4 separate regions of the Mus musculus genome follow, and all the other regions are linked to region 2. The links are chromatin contacts, called in public ChIA-PET and HiChIP or PLAC-seq maps. All regions are on one chromosome and are shown on one strand. The core of a region is the stretch at or near the end of the contact, and the rest is flanking DNA. Distances in the headings are between cores, read along the strand shown.

The links. ChIA-PET counts read pairs in DNA pulled down with a chosen protein or histone mark. HiChIP or PLAC-seq counts read pairs in DNA pulled down with a chosen protein or histone mark.
Region 1: a contact with region 2 is called in an RNA polymerase II ChIA-PET map of effector CD8 T cells, with 7 read pairs. The contact joins the enhancer-like site here to the promoter of Sord in region 2. A contact is called at or near these places in 2 of 39 promoter capture datasets (hippocampal neurons and pre-B cells), 1 of 15 datasets of contacts at CTCF or cohesin (large pre-B cells) and 5 of 115 datasets of contacts at active chromatin or transcription factors (the 230-238 cell line, double positive thymocytes, effector CD8 T cells and 2 more).
Region 3: a contact with region 2 is called in an H3K4me3 HiChIP or PLAC-seq map of bone marrow-derived macrophages, with 3 times the contacts expected there. The contact joins the enhancer-like site here to the promoter of Sord in region 2. A contact is called at or near these places in 4 of 39 promoter capture datasets (the 3T3-L1 cell line, embryonic stem cells, neural stem cells and 1 more), 2 of 484 Hi-C or Micro-C datasets (embryonic stem cells and erythroblasts), 2 of 115 datasets of contacts at active chromatin or transcription factors (bone marrow-derived macrophages and memory CD8 T cells) and 3 of 9 other capture datasets (adipose tissue, embryonic stem cells and liver).
Region 4: a contact with region 2 is called in an H3K4me3 HiChIP or PLAC-seq map of pro-B cells, with 2.3 times the contacts expected there. The contact joins the promoter of Slc30a4 here to the promoter of Sord in region 2. A contact is called at or near these places in 3 of 39 promoter capture datasets (the 3T3-L1 cell line, neural stem cells and pre-B cells), 5 of 115 datasets of contacts at active chromatin or transcription factors (astrocytes, bone marrow-derived macrophages, pancreatic cancer cells and 2 more) and 2 of 9 other capture datasets (adipose tissue and embryonic stem cells).

The regions. Positions count from the first base shown.
Region 1 is chr2:122,665,100-122,670,644 of GRCm38.p6, forward strand. No RefSeq gene overlaps it. Among named protein-coding and RNA genes, the nearest start is that of Mir147, 27 kb to the left of the region's middle. Within about 2 kb of position 1,367, at least 109 of the 459 cell types and tissues checked have an H3K27ac peak or open chromatin away from gene starts, as enhancers often do. A contact at or near this core is called in double positive thymocytes, effector CD8 T cells, memory CD8 T cells and 2 more, where this site is marked.
Region 2 is chr2:122,233,251-122,239,295 of GRCm38.p6, forward strand. Sord (sorbitol dehydrogenase) reads left to right here and starts at 1,589. Exons shown (of 9, transcript NM_146126.4): 1 at 1,589-1,708. The coding sequence starts at 1,643.
Region 3 is chr2:122,717,332-122,723,330 of GRCm38.p6, forward strand. It overlaps 4930417H01Rik (a long non-coding RNA gene), which reads left to right. Exons shown (of 5, transcript XR_866691.3): 3 at 564-899; 4 at 1,941-2,033; 5 at 3,185-4,125. Among named protein-coding and RNA genes, the nearest start is that of Slc30a4, 18 kb to the left of the region's middle. Within about 2 kb of position 2,515, at least 65 of the 459 cell types and tissues checked have an H3K27ac peak or open chromatin away from gene starts, as enhancers often do. A contact at or near this core is called in bone marrow-derived macrophages, where this site is marked.
Region 4 is chr2:122,698,213-122,704,438 of GRCm38.p6, forward strand. Slc30a4 (solute carrier family 30 (zinc transporter), member 4) reads right to left here and starts at 4,451. Exons shown (of 7, transcript NM_011774.3): 1 at 3,818-4,451. The coding sequence starts at 4,208. 4930417H01Rik (a long non-coding RNA gene) reads left to right here and starts at 4,427. Exons shown (of 5, transcript XR_866691.3): 1 at 4,427-4,772.

The DNA of each region.
Region 1 (5,545 bases), core at 117-2,616, 430 kb after region 2:
GCCACAATTTATTGATTCTCTATGTCACCTTGATTCCTAGAGTGCCAGAGCCAAGCCCTGGGCACCCATACATTCGTCACACCTAGCTCAGGGTGGGGACCTGTCAACTGTTTAGTAAGTGTTCAGTTGGTGAAGTCCTGACTGAAAGTTGAAAATAGAAATTTATTTTCAAAAGAGTGGGAGGTCTTTCAGCATCTAGTAAATGCAGTGTCATGGGTACCTCTCAAGACTATTTGGTAGTAGTGTTTAGAGGCCTGGGCGCCTTCTGGAGGGAGGAGGGGCAGGAGTGAGTGCCAGGGGCAATCAGCCTAGTGTGTGACTTGGAAGAAAAGAAGCCTCACAGTGAAGGTTACTCAGAGAAACTTAAGGAGGGACCAAGAAGGGAGTGGCCCCGGGAGGGCTTCCTGTGCTGCCCAGAGCACCCAGAGCATCCTGCCACTGTCCCTAACACCCTTCACTGTTACCCAACTAACCCTATTAACAGGAATTAGGGTGGCAGCAGCAGGGGCCACGGGTATTCTCGCCTTGTGATTACTCAGGTCTGGCTCATTTGTGTCACAAGAATGCAAAGGTCTGTGACTGCCTCTCCTCAGTGTTCATAAGGCTAGCTGCCCACAGGCTAGTTTCATTTCTTGAAGTTGACCTCCTTTCATCCTATTGCCTCTGGATTTCTTTCCTTTCGTTTCCAACAAGTAGTGAGTAAGCTCTTTCTGGCTGTGCCCCGGGTAGGGGTGGGTATGATCCTGGACATGCCCCTCCCCTCCACTTACTCCCTGCTTTCCTCTGACTGCTGAAGGTCCAGGGATGGTGGCAGCAGTGGTTGGATGACCCAGGGACACTGGCCTCCCAGTATCATGGGTTCTGGAAGCCACTGGCTAGGTGCAGTGGCCTTCTGGAAAATGTGAAAGAAAGGCACTGGGGCAGAAAGTCATGCTTTCTCTAAAGGGTTTGCTGATCCCTGCAGAGCATATACCCTCTGCCTGGGGCACAATGAGAGAAACCACCATGATGTCATAGAAGGCAGAATTGGGAAGAGATGCTCAGGTTACATCATTTCACACTGGGTGTGAACCCCCTGTGTAAATCCCCCGGGGGCGTCTGGCACTGACAGAATGATGCAATCACCGAGAAGTGAGGATTTTAAGTATTTCTTTTTTCGAAATATAACTGATCTTCTTATACACTTTTATAACCTATGATGTGGATCCATCATGGTTTAACAGCTGTTCTGCAACACTGCAAATTAGCCATTAGCCTTTGTGAGCTGTAAAAACTTCTTTAGCTAGCTAGCCGCCAGCTCTACCTGAGCTGAGCAGTGAGAGACTGCAAGTCCCAAACTCTAGAGGGCGCCACCTTCACGGCTTTGTCTCTTCTTTCAGCCGGTGGACAGCCTCAGCTGAGGCTGCAGGTGATTGTCAACAGACCTAAGATTCCTCATAGTGCCAGGCACAAGGAACGAGCTTGTCCCTGGCTCCCTAGCCCCAGCAGATATGCCATTTCCTGGCTTGTGCCTGTGGGTCCTGGCCCAGCCTCCTGGATGTCTACCCTGGTGGCCCAGAGCCAGGAAGTCCTCATGACACAAAATCCTTCCCCTAGGAGGTGTGAAACTCTGAGGGCTAGAATTACCACATCTCTAAGATCTATGCTTGCTTAAACGATCCCCATGAAGTAAGGGAGGGCGGGCCACATTTCTCTGGTGTCTTCCCTCTGCATCTGCTTCTCCGTGGCTGCAAGGGTGCCAGGCTTGGTCTGCATGAGTGTGGCTCTGTCTGGAGCCATTTCTAATTGTGGAGGGGGAAAGGCAGAGTAGAACTCAGTCACCAAGTTCTAAGACTACGGAGGTGGTGACTCAAACAGAGAAAAGACCCAGACAATGACTTGAATCCATGGCTTCATGTTCCCATGTGTCTACTCATGAAACATGTATTCACTTCCAAAGGTGAGGGTCCTGTCCAGGGCTTGGGAAGCCTGGAGAAAGGGTTCAGGCTCCACACATTCTCTAGGTCCACAACTGCAGATGCCTCTCTTCCTTCTCAAGCACAGCTCTCTCCATGTTCCTTCTCGGAAGAGCCTTCTGGTCTGGCAAGGCTTTCTCTGGGGTCTCCTTTGAGTACAAAGTGTTATGTTCCCATGCTTAAGAAGTCTAGGACATTGTGATTTGGTCATTGACTTGGGTAGCTTGTGACAGTGCCCGAGAGGAAAGGATGAAGGGCTTGTCCACGCCTGAGTGTGGGCAGCTGAAGCCAAGAGCCTCCAAGCTGAGTGCTGGGCAGAGAGAGTCATTGTACCGAAGAAGGCAAACTCTCTCTGCAATACCCTGCTTTTTGCTAGGTTTCCAAGGCCCATCAAGTCGGTTGTCAGCAAGAAAACAGAGCGACTAAAAACTGAACCGAGGAATATGGGATGGGACCGGATGGGGAGGAGGTAGAAAACAGCACATAGCCTTGGTGCCAAGCCCTGGCACTACTCTCTTCTCATATTGAGCACCAGCCTTTTGTAAACAGTGAAACGGGCTCCCTGGGTGACACCTCAGAGGCTGTTTCTCTGGATGCCTCTTTAGGACATCCTCATCTGAGCACCTCGCCTTTTGGTGAAGACTTCTCTATACCTGTATTGAAGGGGGCAATTCTTCTTCCAAAGAGAATTCTTCTCCTCTCATCTGAAGCTTTAGTTGGAGCCATTTGCACTCTATTTATCATGGTTGAAATTTTTTTTTGAGAATTAACATGTAATATAGTCAATAAATATAACATCATCACTGTTGGGTCAATAGAATTGTGTCGTCCTTGTTGTCTCCCCAAAGGTCTCAGCTTGATGAATTAAAGGTCATCAGCTTGTTCTGTCCTCTTGATTGAAAAGATAATCTCTTTTGCTCTGCTTCCTTGCAAAGGATTTTGGAAGACTAGCCAGTCAAAAAGTATTTGGGTAAAAGGCTCAGACGTAAGCCCAGGGCACCATCTACTGGCTGACCGTGAGTATGATCAGACTGAACTTGAACAGAGCTTTTTGTTTATACAAGTGATATAATCATTCCTTTTAAAAGTTAAAGTGGGCAGTGAGGTGGCTCAGCAGATAAAAATCACATGCTACCCAAGCCCGGCATCCACCAACCCCACCAAGTTGTCTTCTGACCTTCACGCTGTAGACAAGCCCCATCCCATCCTAGGCACACACAATAATCATAACTAAGAATAAAACAAAGTTAAAGAGGAAAGGTCTGCGCATCATCAGCATATATTACCAGCAAGGGCTTGTGCCTGGATTTTCCCAGGTCATATAAAAATGGAACAAACACATCAAGGGACTTAAAAGGAAAACAAAAATGATATCCAGATGAAAACGAGTCTTTGAGAGCAGTCAACTCTTTCCTCTTTAGAGGTTTTTGAGGGGAAGAGATGGAGGAAGTCCAGGAGACTATAAGCCCTATGAGCTGTACCCTGTGGAGAAAAAACCCAGGCAGGGCATGGTGACCCACACCTTTGATCCTAGCACAGAGGCAGGACAGGAGGATCTCCCCGAGTTCGAGGCCAACCTGGTCTACGTAGTACGCTCTCAGACCACCAGGGCTACATAGAGAGATCTTATCTCAACCCCCCACCCCACCCTCACCCCATGACCACCACCAAAAGAAAAAAAAAAGAAAAAAGAAAAGATATACAAAACAAAACAAAACGAATCTCTCAGATAAGACTTTATATGCTAGAGGATTTCCTTTTACCATAATATATGTTTTTAAAATCTGCCCCAGGAAAATGTAAATTCAATTCAAAGTGAGATTCCAACACACACACACACACACACACACACACAGAATGGGTAAGATTAAGAGCAATAATGACAAGTAAGACAAAATTGGGGCGTGGGGTGCTTCCATCCACTGGTGATGGGAGCATTTGGATAACTGTCCCATGTAATCTCCTCCATATGGAAAGTGGGACTTGGAATCCAGTGACTCACACTTGTAAGGCAGGGGTTTGAACCCTGAGCTCCACCACATTCCTATTCCACAAAATACAGAATGTGGTGTGAGGAAGGAAGTCTGTGCCTTCCAGGTAGGGGCCCCAGCCCCACCCCTTGTCCACCTCTTATTCTGTATTTTATATTTTGAAAGTTATATATAGACACGCCTTACAGCACAGCAACTGGATTCCTTGGTATATATTCAATAGAAATGTCCGACTGGAGAGATGGCTCAGTGGTTCAGAGAACCCTCTGCTCTTCCAGAGGTCCTGAGTTCAATTCCCAGCAACCACATTTTGGCTCACAACCATCTGTAAGGGGATAACCTCTTCTGGTGTGTCTGAAGACAGCTACAGTGTACTCATAAATAAAATAAATCTTGGGCTGGAGAAATGGCTCAGTAGTTAAGAACACTGATTGTTCTTCCAGAGGTCCTGAGTTCAATTTCCAGCAACCACATGGTGGCTCACAACCATCTGTAACAGGATTTGATGCCCTCTTCTGGTGTGTCAGAAGACAGCTGCAGTGTACTCATATACCTAAAATAAGTAAATAATTCTAAAAATAAAATAAATCTTAACTAAAGATTTAAAAAGAAAAAAAATATCCACAGCTGTAAACCAAGAACTATAGATTAATTCCAACTGTACTACTGGCACTGGCCAATAATGGAGACCTCTGACATGTCCAGGAAGAGTAGGTATTATAGACAGATTATAGTGCTGATAAAAACAAAACAGCTAACAACAGAACAACCAAACCAAAAATGCCCTATATGCAGCACAAATGTGAGTACACTCTCCAAGCTTAAGATAATCAAAAGCAGTCAAATGCGAAAGGATGGACCATCCAGAGACTACCCCACCCGGGAATCCATCCCATAATCAGGCACCAAACCCAGACACTATTGCATATGCCAGCAAGATTTTGCTGAAGGGACCCTGGTATAGCTGTCTCATATGAGGCTATGCCAATGCCTGGCAAATACAGAAGTGGATGCTCATAGCCATCTATAAGATGGAACACAGGGCCCCCAATGGAGAAGCTAGAGAAAGTACCCAAGGAGCTGAAGGGGTCTGCAACCCTATAGGTGGAACAACAATATGAACTAACCAGTACCCCCAGAGCTCGTATCTCTAGCCGCATATGTAGCAGAAGATGGCCTACTCAGCCATCACTGGGAAGAGAGGCCCTTTGGTATTGCAAACTTTATATGCCCCAATACCAGGGCTAAGAAGCGGGAGTGGGTGGGTAGGGGAGCAGGGCAGAGGGAGGGTATAGGGAACTTTCGGGATAGCATTTGAAATGTATATAAATAAAATACCTAATAAAAAATAAATAAATGAAAAAAGCAGTCAAATGTAAAACAATGCAGACTGTATTAACCTAGAAAGGTCAGAACTGGGTCAAACACTTTGCAGATGTGAGGATAAAAGTGATCTTAGATGCTCGGGAAGGTTCGTGTCTTAGTTAGGGTTTTACTGCTGTGAACACACACCATGACCAAGGCAAGTCTTATAAAAAGCAACATTTAATTGGGGCTGGCTTACAGGTTCAGTCCATTATCATCAAGGTGAGAGCATGG
Region 2 (6,045 bases), core at 339-2,838:
TGATTAGTTTGTGTGTTACAAGAACCTGAGGACTTCTTTTAAGTTTTAATTTTCTCAGCTTTGAATCTCAACTACAATACTCAGTGTGTAGTTTTTTGGGGGGCAGGGGTTAGGCTGGGGGAAGAACTGTAATTAGAAATTTGTTAGCATTTCAATTAAAAAATACATTAAAAAATCCATCCTGGGGCCGGAGGAATGACTCAGTAGTTAAGAGCACTTGTTGCTCTTGCAGAAAACCCGGGTTTAATTCCCAGCAGCCAAAGGGCAGCTCACAACCATCTGTAACTCCAGGTCCAGAAGATCCAGTTCGGTCTTATATCCTCCAGAGACACCATTCACCCAGTCGTGCACACACATACATTCAGGCAGACCACTTATTTATTTATTTATTTATTTATTTATTTATTTATTTATTTATTTATTTTGGTTTTTCGAGACAGGGTATCTCTGTGTAGCCCTGGCTGCCCTGAACTCACTCTGTAGACAAAAACAAAGACAATTTTTTTTGTTTTTTGAGACCGGGTTTCCTCTGTGTAGCCCTGGCTGTCCTGGAACTCACTTTGTATAGTGACTGGCCTCGAACTCAGAAATCCACCTGCTTCTGCCTCCAGAGTGCTGGGATTAAAGGCGTGCGCCACCACGCCCGGCTTCCACTCCCCCTTTCTTATTTGGTATCCGTCTCCATTAAGCTCTCCTCGCGTGCCAAACATCTCATTGCCTTCTTGTGAATAAATAAAACAGCCTCGGCGGGTTTTCTAGTGCACCAGGAGTTGCTGCTAAAGAATGTAAGACTCCGTTCCATCCTCACAGGGAGACATCAAGAGCTGAGAGCTCTGGTGATAATTCTCGGAAGACTAGTAGTAGGTATGATGCTGGAAAGAGCTCTGAGTTCAAGGCCAGCCTGGTCTAAAGAGCAAATTCCAGGCCAGCCAAGGCTACACAGAAGAAGGGAAAGGAAGGGAATGGATAGCTAAGGAAAGGGGCAGCAAGCTCCATCTCTAAAGTAAAAACCTGTTTGTCCTGACTGGGGAGCACTAAAGGCGGGATCTGGGCAGAAATCCGGCTGCCAATGGAAAGCGAGAAAGCCTTTAAAGAGAAAGGCTTGCAAATTCTGCCCTACAGCATCTTGATGCAGATGCATCAGGACCACGTGACACATACATTCCTTCTTTCACTCCTGCGAGTGTCAGGCCCTTTGTCGGTTGCTGGAAAGACAGCGGTTTTTTGTTTTGTTTTTGTTTTTTTTTTTTTTTTCAGAGCGCTCGCGGCGTCCTGCCTGCAGCAGCGCACTGTTCCCGTTAGTAACACAAAACACCCGCGCTCCACCTCAGACTTAAACTTGCTGTTCGAGGGGTGCTAGCCGGGTCTTCTGCAGCCACAAATCCCCCACGGCCTCCGTAGGCTGCTTTCTCTCTTTACTCTGGCTTGCTAAGTCTGAGTGAAGTCTCGTCCCCCGCCTCCCCCCTCCCACCTCGCGCGACCCCGCCTCCTGGCTGTCAAGTGCGCAGGCCCCGCCCCGGGCCCGCGCTTCGCCTTCTCTAGGCTCCGCCCCAGCCCCTTACTCCAGACCCTTGGCGGTTGGACGAGCAGAACCACCAGCTCCCCGCCGGGTCCAGCGGACACCTCGAAGCAAGAGAGCAACATGGCAGCTCCAGCTAAGGGCGAGAACCTGTCCCTGGTGGTGCACGGACCTGGAGACATCCGCCTGGTAAAAAGGGGAAGGAGTGTGGGAACTCAGGCAGTCACCCACCCAGCTCCGGTTTGCCCCTCTGGCAGGCTCAGCAGTGGTACCCACTCCCAAGTTCTGTTGCTCATAGAGCTGGCAGATAGCCCGTGCCAAGCACCCCTGACTGCCTGGGTTTACCCAGATCTCAGCTGGTTACCGGGAGGTGGGGGTGGGGTAATTGTTATCTATCTCTAGAGAGAGTTCTGGTCGCGTGCTCCCAGAGCCTAGACCGGGCGCCAGGCACGTGACCTGTGCCCAGGACCGTTGAAAACTAATCAAGCCTTCGACTCTAATAGCTGCAAACTCACACTGTTGTTATTGCTCTTCAGAAGGGTCAGAGGGAGACTTCCAGGATTAGGATCTACCCAGATCTTCTCTTGTAGACAGTGGAGGACAGAAAAAGGTGGCATGGTGGCATTTAAAAGCAGTGAAGTTTCTATTTAATCCTTTTTGTTTGGAACTGATAATATCCCATAGCAGAATTATTATCATGAGAGGGCCTAGCATTCAGTAAGTGTTAATAATGCATTTTAACTGGGGATATAGCCTGGTGCTTATCTCCTTTAGTCCACATCTGGATCACTACCTTGGAGCATTCATTCTGTTTACCTCTGCCTCTGGCTTTAAACTTAGTTCTGCCCCCTGAACCAAAGTTCAGACATTTGCCGAGTCATCTTTGTGGTCATGCCAAAGTTCCCTTGACAAAGTCCATCTCAGCGGGCATGCAGTTTGGAGATTGGATACCAGCCATCTCTCCTGCACCCTAGAGTCTGTCTCCTTCCCATTCAAAGAACATGTACCAGGAGAGACTCATTCAGATGAAGAGTTCTTGTCTGTTTAATAGCCTGTCCTCAGTGGTTTATCTGTGGTTGCAGACTAAGCATTTTCTGAGTTCCTTAACTCTTCCACCTGTAGACTTCTGTGGATTCCAAACCAAGAATCGTTGTGGTTCCCAAGATGGTAGCCTTGGTTAGTTAACAGCCAAGACAAGAACTCAGTCAGATTCAAATTCAATTTCTAGTGCTCTCTCCAATCACATTTGAACATCTACTCAACATCCTGCATTAAAATTAAAGAGACACAGTGATTTGTGATTCTCATTCTCTCTCTCTCTCTCCCCCCCCCCCCCCCGACAGGGTTTCTCTGTGTAGTTCTGGCTGTCCTGGAACTCACTTTGTAGACCAGGCTGGCCTTGAACTCAGAAATCCATCTGCCTCTGCCTCCCGAGTGCTGGGATTAAAGGCGTGTGCCACCACTGCAATGCCACACAGCCACAGTTTGGTCTTTCCATGGAGGATGGGTTGGGCAACTGAGGCTTAGCTTCCATTTGAGTGGACTAGGGGCAGGGTCTGCTGATAAAAACCCTTGCCTCCTGAGCTCACATTCTTTGGAATTCTTTGGAGAAACACCCATTCCTAATATCTAAAGCAGGATTCCAACAGGGCTTGAAGGGAAAGAGAGCTTAGGCTTTCCCAGAGATGCTTTCCCAGCCACCAGTAAGTCCAGAAACTGGCCTATGTCCAGGGCATAGCTCTAGAAAAACAGGAGTTGAGCCACTTTGCTGAGACAAGCAGGAAGGAAACCTAAGACCCAGCCTGGCCTCTGGCTGCCTGGGAGACTGGATTCCCTTTTCCCTACTACAGTAATTGAAGTTTTCTCACACTTAGTGTCAACACAGAGTGTGTAATTTGGGTGATAAATGAGAGAGGGGATGTGTTGCTATGTAGCAGCTTACACAGGTACATATTAGGAAGGACTGGCAAGTGAGCAGACAAATGCTAGAAGACTGGGCGTGTGTGCAGATGTATTAGGATAGGCCGGTAGGTTTCCTTCATAATGAGGGAATATATATATATATATACACACACATACACATACACTGTCTTCAGACACAGAAGAGGGCATCAGATCTGATTACAGATGGCTGTGAGCTACCATGTGGTTGCTGGGAATTGAACTCAGGACCTCTGGAAGAGCCGTCGGTGCCATCTCTCCAGTTTATTTTATTTTTATTTTATTCTTTTTGGGTTTTCAAGACATGATTTCTTTGTACCATGGCTATCCTAGAACTCCCTCTGTAGATCAGGCTGGCTTTGAACAAAGAGATCTACTGACCTCTGCCTCCTGAGTGCTTGAATTAATGGCACAGGCCACCACCACCCAGGCTTCAGATTTCTCTATTTTAAATGGAGAAATTTAAGCAAGAGGGAAAGAAATAAATGAGTGAGCTGATATACAAGGAGGCAAGCCACCCATCAGCAAACTTGAGGGGGTATTCTTGAAAAGGAAATAGTAAAGTCAAAACCAAGGTGCCCGGAGTCGGGGTCAGCTCAACCTCCGCTAGTGGTAGCTGTGTGGCTCAGCACTCTTTCTCCTGCTATAATTAACGTGGCTCCTTGAAGAGGAGCACCAGGCCTGTAATCCCAGCTATTCAGGGAGACTGAGGCAGGAAGACAATGCTCAAGGCTGCAATGGACTACAAAGTAAATTCAAGGCCAGTGGCAGAGTCTCTAGGTTAAGTCCCTAATACAGGGAAAGAGGAAGAAAGGGTGGGGTGCCTGGAGGGGAGGAATAGAAGGGGAGGAAGAGAGGGGAGCTTTAGTATTTATTTGGGTGGTGTGAGCTTCATTGGCACTGTGCTTATAAAAGGGCCAACAGAGTCCCAGGCATCCCACTGGTCTGTGCAAACTGGAGTTAAGCAGGAGGCCAAAGCCTTTAAACAGTCTGACCATGAAGAGATGGATAAAGGCCAAAACCGTCAAATTATGGACAGTTTTGGCAAAATTCTTAGGATGTGGGCCAGGCAGAACACTATTCAACTGCAGCAGCTCAACTACTTTATGCCTCTTTAGCCCATCTTGAGAAATCTAGAACTATGAATTGCTGGTTCATGAAACTGGAATAGAAAACAGTGGACTTTGCTTATCTGCACAGAATCTTTGCTTGGGGGCAAGTGGGTGGCTTGTGAGTTTTTGCATTTTTAAGAAATATTTTATGATGTGGAGTTTGCTAGACTAGTAAGGACACTAAGGGAAGGAATCAAAACATTGCTACATTGCTACATCCCTACAACTCTAAAGCGCACACATTGCTACATCCCACTCATGTGCTGGGTGCTTTAGTTAAGTGCTTCAAACTCCAGGATGAAAGAATGAGTTTATTTTCATTTCCAGCTGACCACAGACTAATGTTTGCTGAACTCTACAGCAAACAGAATGCTAACCATTTCTACATGTGCCTCCCAATATCTTGTTCCATCGCCAGTCAGTCCATGGACCATCCTCTGGGAGCATGCCATCTCCTTTCTTCCTGAACACTGGCCCTTGCTTATTTTGGCATGTGGACAGGGAACAGATCAGCTGCTCTAAGAGAGCTGAGTACTCTGGAGGAGGTAGCAAGGAGGTAGTTTGGCTTTTTGTTTATTTTATACTGTCATTGGCTATGAGTGGACAACAAGGTAAAGGAAAAACAGTCATTTTAAAATGATTGGTTAATATTGTTTCATTATAAAGGGCAGAGAGAACTATGCATCGGTATAAAGTTTAAATAACGGTTTTTGCTTTTTTGAGGAAATGTAACATTTCTCAGGGCAAAAGAACTGTTTTAGGGGTTGGCAAGATGGCGCTTGCTGCCATGCCTAACAGGTTGAGTTTGATATCTGGAACCCACATGGTGGAAAAAGAGCACTGGCTCCCAGAAATTGTATGATGTCTGCCTGCATGTATGTGGCATGTATGTGGCATGTATGTGGCATGTATGTACATGTGCATTGGCACGCTAAAAAAAGGATACAGTGAAAAGAGAATTGCTTTGATTTTTTTTGTTTGTTTTTTTATTTTTTGGGCCCCCCCCCCCAGACAGGGTTTCTCTGTACAGCCCTGGCTGTCCTGGAACTCACTTTGTAGACCAGGCTGGCCTCGAACTCAGAAATCTGCCTGCCTCTGCCTCCCAAGTGCTGGGATTAAAGGCGTGCGCCACCATCACCCGGCTGATGATTTTTTAAAAAGATTTATTTATTTTATGTATATGAGCACACAGTAGCTGTTCAGATGGTTGTGAGCCTTCATGTGGTTGTTGGGAATTGAATTTTTGTAGGACCTTGCTCTGGTTGGCCCAGTTCACTCTGATCAGCCCCGCTCGCTAAGTCCCTGCTCGCTCTGGCCCAAAGATTTATTATTATTATTATAAATAAGTACTCTGTAGCTGTCTTCTGACGCACCAGAAGAGGTCGTCAGATCTTATTACAGATGGTTGTGAGCCACCATGTGGTTGCTGGGATTTGAGCTCAGGACCTTTGGAAGAGTAGTCAGTGCTCTTAC
Region 3 (5,999 bases), core at 1,265-3,764, 490 kb after region 2:
ATGATAGATACTGGAAACGGAATGATAAATGAGACTGATTTAAGTTTTAACTGTCACATATAGAATCACATATTCCCAGGGTGACCATGTGTGACATTTGTGAAGTCACTTTGCTTAAAAACAAGGACAATGCTGCTGGTGTGCTCTGGGCTAGTGTACCCTCAGGGTCTAAGTGAGATTAGCTGTGTGATAAAGTGACTTCCCCATACTGCTGAACTAGTGTGTGTCTTTACAAAGAGTTAACAATCATTCTGGTAGGCCATTTAAAAATGGCAATTTCCAAAGAGAAAGCCTAATTCTGTCTATAAATGGGTGTATCTGAACTTCTCTGCCCTTGTTTTGATTGTACTAGAGATACTGAGTTAACCTTATATACTCTACAAAGATAATTTCATAAGAATATTCTTAGCTAGTTATCACTTCTCTTAGGCTAATAACCAGGACTGGAATCCCTGTATTATGGGATAGATATGTGTTTAACTTGTTAAGAAACTGCCACTTTAGGCCCTCATTAGGAATGTTTGAGAGATGACTCCTTGTCTCACCAACTGATTTTGTATTAGTTTGCAGCTGAATCAACAAAGAAACGAGGATCAACAGTTCCCAGTTCTGGAGGCTGATGGTCTCTGATTAATCGCATAGCCCATTTAGTCCAGCTTCTGTGGCTCATGGTGTCAAAACAGGTCACATCAAGGCAGAAGCCAGAGGGATTCAGCTATGAGGCCTGCTGTTTTGCTTTGTTTTGTTTTACTTTCTTTAATATAATAAACAAAACTGGCTCTCTCAAGGATGGAATGATAAATACAGTAATCTGATTATCTTGCAGTAGATAATTTGTCTACCTGTTAATGATTCTGCTTCTTGGACTACGTCCCAGTAGATGCCATGCTTTCAGCCTGGTAAGTGACACTAATACTACCTCCAAACCATCACTTGGATTGTCAGGGTTTTGGTGTGGTGATGATACAGGAGAAATGTAAAACACGGAGTTGATGATAGAAAGGAGTCACTAATACATTTTCTTAGGAAAAGTCAAGTGACACACAGCAGAATCTAGCTGAAGGAGCTCCGCCAATAGGGCTGGAAGATAACTCTCGCACTAACCTGCTTTATTAGGAACTGTAGGAAAGGCAGGTCTGCAGCACAGTTGAAGTTTAGGTTGCTGAGAAAGTTTCTGCTCATATTTATGCACCAGTGATGATCTCCAGTTAGGTTCCAGTCTCATAGCAAGAGGAGGCAACCCGGACTTACAAGCAGCCATTCGGTCAACTCTGTATCAAAGTATAGATCCCAGTGAGTCCTGGTCTGCCATTAACTATCAGCAAAAGCCTAATTGTGCCAAGTAGGCAGGATGAACCTGGGTAACACCTAGGTTCGAAAAGAACAGTACTGATATATTTATAAGTCTGGCAATATCTTTGCTGCGAGACTCTCCTATCTGCCCAAGTGGCCAGACTTGCAGTCTCCTGTATCTGTTTAAATTGTTCAAAGTATAGCCTGGGCCTGGGACCTGAAGAGATTTGAGAATGGCAGTGTACACGATATGCATAAGCCTGAGGTGTGTATGCATTAGGAAAATCTTCTGTTTGTGGCTGGCTTTCCTTTGGACATTAGCCAGAGATGGACATGTGCTATGTTAAAGAGATATTGATTTTATTAATCCCTAAGCATGCAGAATGATTTCTTACTGAGAAGCCACATTAATTTCAGAAAAGCTGTTTAATTTTGGTGAAGTTGTGTTTATCTTTTGGCTTTCTTTTGTTGCTATTGTTTTGGGTATAGTATCTTAGAAATCATTGCTTAATCATGGTCACAAATATCTACATCTGTATTTTCTTTTACGAGCTGCATGACTTCATTTTTAGGTTCTGGACTATGAGCTCCTTTGAGTTGATTTGGAGTATGGAGTTGGGTAATGGGCCACACTGATTCTTTTGCAGATGAATGTCAAAATGGCTGAACACTGTTGAAAAGATGCCTCATCACTGAGTCATCTTTGCAAGTACCTTGTGGAAGAGCAAGTGACCACAAATGTATGAATTTATTTTTAGATTTTTCCATTACTCCATGTTACTCTGTAGCCTAACCTTGAGCACAGCTTTTATGTGTGATTCATTGGGGCTCTAATTTGTGTTTTCCTGATGACTAATGGCAGCTTTAGAATGTTTCTTCCTGCATATTCCAGTCAACCTCTCACCCCACCTCGCATCCACACATGCTTTGATGACTTTATTAGTCTTCATTGTTTGAGAACTCTATGCAGAAGTAATGACACAGCATCCATACACTTGCTGGGCATCTTTGCTGGGCATCAGCATATTTTTTTACACTTATCCATGCATTTTGTGCACTATAGGTTGTTTCTTCACAGTCTCTTTTTACAAAAAAATTGACATTTCTATTTCCTTTTTATGTAATTATGGTGTGAAAAATTATAGCCTGTTTTTTACATTTCTCATCCAGTTGATTAGTGTGTATGGTCATGGATGTCAGAATTTTTTGCCTATTCCTAGTTTTTTGTTATTTCTATATAATTACTTTTTAAATTATTATTACTTGATGACTATACAAGAGTCAAGAGTCATTTTTTCTGTCTTTCTTTACTTAAAAAAAGTCACTTTATTTTAAAGAACTTAAAAATATGCTGCTAGATTAAGGTTGTCACTCAAACACTAGTCCTGTCCCAAATGCTGTACATCTCAACCTCTGTCTTTTTTCAAAAGATTTTGTGTATCTCTATTTTGTGTGTCTGGAATTTTTTTTCCTGCATGTATGTAATGCACCATGAGGCCAGAAGAGGAAGTTGGATTCCCTAGAACTGGAGGTACAGTCAGTCTTAAGCCACAATGTAGGTGCTGGGAATTGAACCTGGGTCCTCTGCAAGATCTGCAAAGCGCTCTTAACCAGTGAGCCATCTTTCTAACTCGCATTTTTTTCTTTCCATGCTCATACATACTGCTATCATTTTATGTCTAACTTAAATCTATCTTCATGCAGACATCCTATTTATTCAAACTCTGAATTTTATTCCTGCTTCGAGTAATTACAATATATAGAATCCGTGTGTGTTTCTGGAAAAGTCGCCAGAATTTTCCATAATGTTAGGGAAACATTCTAGACAGAGGAGGGTGTTTGTCCCCTCCTTCTATGCACTGCTGTTTACCTGCTATGTTTGTCTTTGCAGGTGAACGTGGAGACACTGGCTGTGAAGATACACATTTATTTCTCTGCCTACAAGAAAGAATAGAAATAAAGAAACCAAAGTGAACGTGGGCTTTCTGAAGAATAATTTTCTTTCATGCAGTCTGCAGATACTGAAGTCTGCTGTCTCCTCCCCCGCCACCTCCCCCTTGCCAGTAACTGCAGCTGCTGAGATACAGTTGAGTTTGTGGTACAACCAGTTTCCTCACCTTTACACACTGAACTGTCAGTCTTTTCTCCTCCGGAGTGTACTTGTCTTGGGCAACTGTCAATTAACATCCCTCCCTGGCTCCCTTACTGCTCCAGGCTCTTCCTTCATTGCTCTGTGCAGGCCTCACAGAGCCCAACCCCAGCCAAGTTAGACTTCAGTCAGAGAATCAGAAACAAAACCAGTGTCTGCCAGGAGACACTCTCTCTGCCTGGGAATTCCTCCCCATTGGGAGAAGTCTATGTCATCTCCCTCCACCTACGGTGGGAAAGTGTTGAGTTTGTTAGGCTGAGTGAGGGATTATGGCCAGGAACATTGGTCACCTTAGAGCATCCACACTGGAGGGTATGTTCTCAGCAGAGGTGATGACTGCCTGATAGCTGTGTATTATGGAGTTCTCTCCCTTGACCCTCCCCATCTATATGCTCTGTCCCAACCCCACAGATTCATGTGTTTGAACACCTGGTCCCCAGCTGGTAGCACTGTTTTGGGAAATTACTTAATCTGTGGGAGGTGAGGCATGCCTGATAGGGTACATTGTTAGAGGTGGGTCTTTGAGGGTTAGGATCTGGCCTTACTTTCTCTTCTGTTTTCTGCTTTCTTCTACATCATCACAGACTTCTAATGCTTCAGAGCCATCCTGCCATGTCTGCCCCACCCTGATGGACTAAAATTTCTGAAACCAGGAGTCAAATTAAACTTTTTTTCCCCTCTTCTGTTGGGCATTTTGTCACAGTGATGAGAAAAAGCTATCTGGTATGATGAAGGGGAAAGAAGTAAGAATGAAACAGCAACATAAATCATGTAAGGTCTGTGAGAGCTGGGGTAGGGTGGGCAAGGAATGAAACCTACGAACTATTCCAAAGCTCAAGACTGCCTAGTGCTTGCTATGTTCTTACCTTCTGCTGTCCTGTGTTCTTCAGGCTTATCAACCATCCTTATTCTTTTATCTCTACAAATTCCTTCATTGCAGAACCAACTTATGCCCTACTGGCACCTCCAGGATTCTTTTCACACACGTGCCTTGACAGCTGCACCTAACATGCTTTCTTTGGGACTTTCTCCAATCCCTGCAGCCCTGTGCACATGACACCTTTCTCCCAGGTTTATCTTGCCTTTTATAAAGGTTTTTACAAAGATCAAATTACTTATCTGTCAAATATTTAGACAGAGGACTGGGAAGTAGTGCACATAAATAAACAGATTATGTTCTTTATCTAAAGACTTTGGCTCCTAGAGCAGGGAACAGAATGTAGCAGGGAGTGGAGTGGAGCTGCAGATGTGAACAGTGTGTTCAAATCATCAGATATAAGGAAGCTGCGTGGAGCTCTTCCACTGGAAGCCGACAATTCAGAAGGATCCTAGGGGATGAAAGAAAGCTTTACGTTAAATAAGCTAAGTGAACAATGCAAGGACTCTTGAGATGGGGAAATAATTCAGAGATGGATTGTATATTTGGTTGTAGGATATAGATGGTAGATGGTTAGGTAGAAACCAGGAAAGTACCTTGCCTGGATCAAAATTGTTACACTTAAAAGTGGCTATACTATTGTGGTGATGGTTTGAATAGGTATGGCCCCCTTGACTCATGTGTATGAATGCTTGGCACATAGAGAGTGACATTATTAGGAGGTAAGCCTTGTTAAAGTAGGTGTGGCCTCGTTGGAGGAAGTGTGTCACTGTGAGGGCAAGCTTTGAGGTCTCCTATGCTCAAGCTATGCCCAGCGTAGTATACAGTCTCCTTCTGCTGCCTTCAGATCAAGATGTAGAACTCTTGGTTCCTCTGGTGGTGCTATGTCACCTACACACTGCCATGCTTCCCACCCGCCCCAGCGAAATGTTTTCCTTTAAAAGAGTTGCCATGGTCATGGTGTCTCTTCACAGCAATAAACCCCAAACTAAGACAGATGGTAAATCTTACGTGTATTTTACCACATTTGCCCTCTTCTGATGATCAGAATTCAACTCATTGTCCAGCACCCTTATCACCTTACCTAGTGCTTTCTTTCCTAGAAGCACAGCCAAATGAATCTCTACCTCCTCCAATTCCTGCCTCTAGGCTTTATTTTATCTGAAATAAATCCACTACCAAGATCTAAAACATAAAAACATAAAGATAAAATGTTTCCTTGTACCTTAGATAAGTCAGTCTACCTTATCTCCAGCCCAGGAAAGTACTGACCTGCTTCCTATCACTCTAGATGGGTTTTGCCCGGTTCAGAGCATCTTGTGAATGGAAGTATAACAGAGCGAATTATCATAAATTTGGAAATATTCCATGTTCTGTGTGCTAGCAACTGACCCTCTCAATACTACAGTTCATTCCATGACATGCACATACTCAGTTAGTGTATTTGTTGTCTTTGTGGTCAATTCAGTTGTTTTGAAGAATGTCTCTGTTTTAGAAGTATATTTAACTTTTATAACTTAAAATTAAGCTGTCAACTTATTTCAGCAAAGCTGAAGTGAAGAGAGAAACAGAGAGAATAAATCATAGGAGGTGACACTGCAGGATCTCCTAATCCCACAAAATAAATCTAGCCTGAAAATTTAGTCAATGCCTAAAATATAGTATCAGCGGGGAGGACTA
Region 4 (6,226 bases), core at 3,201-5,700, 470 kb after region 2:
CTCGCTCCTCAACCCCCATGTCTAAATGTGACAGTTCTGCTCATACTCCAGGATGCTTTTCTGTACTTACTCTGGTTTGTTTCTAGCCAGGAGCTCTACAAGTCTGCTCCCATCCTTGTACTCCCATTCCTTTCTTCACAGAATATCCATGATGATCTTTTAAGAAGTAACTCTCCTACTTAGAGCCCTCCACTGGCTTCCACTGAATTAGAACAAAAACTACACTCATTCAGTGTGGTCTCTCAGGACTTGTTTATCTGGTCCACCTGCCTCCTTCCTTTATGCCAACCACACTCCAGTCACACTGGTCTTCTTTCAGTTTCTTAAAAGAACTCAAAGTTTTAGGGCCTTTGTTGTACTGTTTTCCTTGCTTGGATGATTCCTAATATCTTTTTTGTTGCTTTTAAATGCTCTATCCCATGCAAAAAATGATATCCCACTGGTTAGTACGTCTATTCTTTTCTTCACAGAGCTTGAATATCTGAATTTAAAATGTAATGACTTGTAATGCCATGTAATGTTTTCCTTCTATATTAGCTAAAGAACTTCAGATAATAATAACAGTTTTGTTTTCCATTAGATATTTAGACCATGTAGGACAGTGCATACAAATTAACATGTAGGTACTCAAAGGAGACCTGCTGAAGGGAAGGGAGGAAAGGACAGATACTGTTCAATGTCAGGAGTGAGTCAGAGGTAAACCAAGATCCAAAATCAAGTCTCCTCTCTGAAATCTCTAAATGATTTTATTTTTTATTGGTCCATACTTCCTACATAAGATGATTTATTTCTAAGTTTTAGATATACTTTAACAAGCATTCTACTAGATCCGGTCTAATTCTAGGTAACATTCTGAGCACTACCGTTCCTATCATTTCTGCATTATTTAATGAAAGATTCTATATTTGGATATTAAGTCAGTATTGGAAAGGAAACACCTATTGTGGTTTCTGAAAAACTTTTATTGAGTAAGAGCTTCTGGAAATGAGAAGTCAGGACAATTAAATATTAACTTTTACTTAAATGAAATTCCATCTAAATAAATTTCAAGGGAGAAAGTTATGATTAATGTGACTAACTTCAAGTACTCAATATCAACTTCAAAAAGTCTGAATGGTGAGCATTTTCACTGTGTTGCGTTTGAGAAGTTCCTGGATCTTAGTCTGCTGAAGTCATGAGATCATGTTCTGACTGCAGCTTACCATCTTTGCATTTTATATTACACATTTGTAATTCTCCAACAGAAGAATTCCCTAAATAGAACCTCTATACCACCTTCTCTGAGGCTCAGGGAACATGTGGAAGAGGGGGCTGAAAAAAGTTCAGAGCTGGAGGATGGAGAGATCTGCCACAAAAAGACGTCTTCTGTATATGACATAGCTGTTGTACCCATGGACTCGGTGCCACTGTGGTTACCTGATCAAGACCTGTAACAGGTTTGGCCCTGTCAACATTTCATCCAGGAAGAGAGAAGATTTTTAGGGCTGCACCTCTCCCTGAGGGACTACTGACAGTCAATGGTTTCTGGGGAGAAGGGTGTCACTCTCTTCAGTGGTGTACTCACTGCTAAGTTTCCCATGCTTCATAAGTCATTTTCTTCAATGCTCACACAAACTGTCCCAATTAAAGTCAGTGAGTGGGTCACATACCCAAAACGACAGGAAAGTGTGAGCCTTGCTGGGAAAAAGGGTTCCAGTGTGAAAGGGAGCAGGGATGTAAGAGAGGGGGTGTGTAAAATGATTAAAATTCATTATAAGCAAGTGTAAAATATTGAAGAATTTTTAAAATGCAATTAAAAATTCAACAAAAGCTCACTTACTATGTCTAATTTGTATCATTTACTGTTTTAGGTATCAGGATGTCAGCTTATATTTCAGTCAAAAAATTAAAATAATAAAAGACATGTAAATAGAGTTCAAGTGGGGAAAATAAGATGCAGAGGTTTATCCCAATAGTGAAAAACAAGTCTTTCAGAGATGTCTTTTGAAATGAAGTATGACTGACTAACAAGCAGTCAAGGCACAGTCTGGGAAAAGGCAGGAATATAAAAGCTCAGGCGAGAGGCTAGAGAGGCTCAGTGGTTAGGAGAACTTGCTACTCTTGTTCTGGTTCCCAGCCCCTAGACCAGGAAGTTCACACTCACCTGAAGCTTCAGCTCTAGGGGATCTGATGCCTCTAGGCACTGTACTCACTTACCAGCACACACTCACCCTCCAGTGACCCATACCCTCCCCACACATACACATAATTAAAACTAAATATTTTTGAAAAAGCTGGAAGATGGGTGATGTGCCACATATAGTCTACTAGTGGGCTGAGAGATAACTGAAGACATTAAAATATACCATATACAATTTGTGTTTGCTATGCATATATTTATACTCGTATATGCAGATATGTACATACCTATGTCTACTTGTGTAGTATTTTACCACAGTCTACTTCTTATTACATAGTCAACAGAAGTCTGAAAACCTTTGAGAAATCTGCTCTTATTTATGAAAGCCTTAAGGGCAAGAGAGAGGGAGCCCTGAGAAAAGGACCATAACCAGTACAGCTAATTTCACACTGGGGAAGAATGATGGGACATCAGGCAGAGAATGTACATGAGTCTTCTACACACAGCATTTTAAATCTGGGCTGCCAGGTCTCTTCTTGTTATGGCTCATCATAAGAGACAACGTAAGAGAACCGTCTCCTCTGTTAATGCCACTTCAGAAACTGCCACTAAGGAGTCGGCAGTGTGTTCTCTATCTGAGAACTGCATCCATGGATACCATCAATCATGAATGGAAAACATCTGAAAAAGTAACTCTTCCTCAGCGTTCGCCATTCACAGACTTGTTCTGCTCATCAATCTCTCAACGAGTCAGGATAACAACTACTTAAATACAGCATCAAATTTGTATTTTGTAGTCAAAATGATTTCCAAAGGCTTTAAAGTACAGAAGGACATATATGTAGGTTATATGCAAATAACTGCTTCGCTTTACGTAAGGGATCTTTACATAAGGCGTCACTGGATGAGGCAACCTGAGATTCAGGTTCTAGAGAGGACTCCTGGAAGCAACCCACCTTGGATATCAAAGGACGACTATAAACTAATGCGACAGTAAAAATAAGGTCTAAAGCAAGAACCTTAGAGTGAGAAATTATCTGAAATCAGTTAAAAAAGGAGAAAAAAAAAAACCCTAGCTTCTGCAGCTGCCGGGGAGACCTCTAGCAAACTGTAGATACTCCTTTTAATAATGAACTTTTAATTAGTTGGCTGTATAGAGTTTTGTAAAGCCCTTGGCTATAAGCTCAAAAGGAAGCGGCATAAATAAGCATCAAATAACCAAAATGTAGACAGAGAGGAAAGTCTGGTACTGTGGATGGCTCTCTCTTTTCCCAATAAGATTCCTCATAATCTAATCCCTTCAGAACTTCTGTGTGAGAAAACAGAATGGTGTTCAGTAACATCCCTTAGTACTATAAAATTCTGATTCTAATCCATGTCAGAATTATTTTAGACGTTGAAAGATAAACCTGGCATTTTATCAGAATCTGTAAAAGGAGAAGTTACATGATATACAGTCAAGATAACACCCTAAACCCTACAGTAAAAGGCACTGTTTATGGGAGTTACAAGATATACCTGCAAGCTCTCAGTGGGCGCTCACGGGAACCGCACTTTGGAATCCCGTGTCCCTTTCCTATGGACCCACGAAAGTCTAGATACTCAGCAAACTTCCTGAAAACAAAGTTTCCACCTCAACTCCGGCGTAGCTAACAGCTGGACAAAGTCAAAGGCAAGCGAGTCGGCGACACAACTCACCTACAAGCTCTCCGATCATGAAAAGCAAGTAGAGGACGGCAGCGATGGTCAGCCTGGTCTTCACCTTCCTCTGCTTCAGCAACTCGCGTCGCTTGCTGCAGTTGTCACAGGGGTCCATTTTCAAACTCAGCTGACTGTTGGTTAAAGGTAAGTCCTGGTCCAATAAGGAGTCATCGTCGGCCTGGAGGGCCGGGTGCGCCCCGTTCACAGGCCTTTCCGGGGCTTCCGAGTCATCGTCGGCCACCACGACTCGAAGTTTATTAAAGCGCGAAAGCCCCTCGTCGCTCACCTCGTCCGAGAAGTCGAAGGCGCTGGTGTCATTTAAGAACAGCGGCGTGTCGTCTTTCCTCAGCAGGGATTTGAGGCGCTTCCACGCGCCGGGGCCGGCCATGGCAGCGGAGGGGCGGCCGGCGACTCCGCCTTCACCGGCGCTCGGGCTCCTCAGGGCAGCGCGGCGCGTCCCTGCCCATCGTGAGGAGAACGAGACCCCGCTCCTGTCGCCGCGCCCCGGCCGCGCGCCAGCTCCGGACTCGGCGGTGCTCGGCTACCTGCGGGCCGACGCCGCCGCGCATCCCCGCCCGGAGCTCGCGCTACTGCGACCCGGGCCAGGGACCGAGGCCGAGCCCCAGCCACTGCACCCGCCCGCCCCGTGCCGCTGGGAGGCCGGCCGCGGGGTCTGACAGGCCCGGCCTCCTCCGGCCCCTGAACGAGGCGGCGCGTGCGCCCGCGAGGCGCGAGGGGAGGGGTCGGCGCGGGCACGCAGGCCGCCGCTTGGGGGCGCGCCGAGGGGGCGTGGTCGCGCGTCGCCCCCTGCCCCCGCCCTCCCGGCCCCGCCTCTCGGGCTCTGAGGTCTTGTGCGCTCTGAGCCCCCGGGTGTGCCGCGGGAAGGTCCCCCCGGAGCTGGGTGTCACTGCTCTGAATTCCCTCCACTGGAGATGGGTCTCGGGAATCTCAGGTCCGATCTTGGTTATGGATGGTCCGTGGAAAATGTCCTTTAGTGCTTTCTTACCAAGTGGGAATCCTGGTAGCTTTTCTTCTACCCAATCGGCAAAAAATTGCCGATTATCTTGGTCAAAAGGCTAGGACAAGACTAGGATGGTCAGTAGTTCTATGGCTTGCTTTAAAGTTTCCTGTTTCTCAGCAAATATGTGTCTTCCTTCTGTGTTCACTGCTACGCTCCTTGGGCACAATTGTGTGAGCTTACTTTCCCTATGTTTCATCACATTCTCAAATGTCCTCAAGAAGCAAGATTAAAGGCAACACTGTTGGTAGAATTCATTTTAAAGTGTAAATCCTTGGCTTCCACCTTTCTTTCCTTTTGAGATCCTTAGGATCTAATCCAGGGGCTCATGCAAGTTAGACACGGGGCTACACCTGCATCTTGCCTGTGGTGTCCTGCAAGCTCCTACTTCCCCAGGGTTTACAAAGACAATATTTTAAAAAGTTTTTATATCTTACCAAAATTTCAGGTCACAAAAATACAATGAAAAAAATCACACGAGGCAATTTTAACGATTCTGTTGACACCTTAGAATCCGGTGCGAAAAGAAAGCCCTGGCTACTTCTGTATTCCAGAGTGATCCCTCAGTCCTAAGTTTTCCCCCAGAGCTGCAGTCATGAAAGCAAATTAGACCCTCCATGGTCCCGAGATCAGGAAGGGAAGGCTATTGCCTAGAATTTCATCAATCAGGACACGATGGTAATAGCCAAAGGGAGACAGCTTACGAGCCATTACATTCCTCGGCTCCAAATATCTTAGGAGTAGATTGTTCTGTTGTTTTTAATGTCCCATTTAACTGCCTACAATGTTTCAGGAGTGTCATCGGAGTCTCTTAAATGCAGCCTCAAGGTAGGAGGGATGTGAATGTTTCAAGAATAGTTGAAATAAAAGGATGGGTTGTTTGGGGACATTTCCAGCGCGCTGTGCTGAGGAGGACTGCCTTTGTGCGTTCTGTTCTTTCACTCGTGTCTCACTGGATTCTCGAGAAAGTGATGAGACGACAAAGCCATATTTTAAGCTCTGTCCATAAATTCTGTGATGACCCCACTCTTCAGGAGGTAAATTCCCTTACCTTTGCTTGTGGACAGCACTTAGTAATGGCCTATGACCTGTAATGAACAGTCTGTGGCAGAAGTGACTGTGACTTACAGACTAGGTCATAAAAGGTGCTGCAGCTGTTTCTTTATCCTCACTCTTAGATCTCTTGCACTGTGAGGAGACAGCTACCACATCATGCTAAACTTATCCAGCACCGTGGGAAGGTCTGTGAGAAGGAGCTTAGCCCACCAACTGCCATGTGAGTGAGCCATTAGTAGTGGACCTTCCAGCCCTAGTAAATCCTTTGGATGACTTTACACTGGACAACTGAAGCCTCACAATGCATCCTGGGCCAGAACCACCCATCTAGG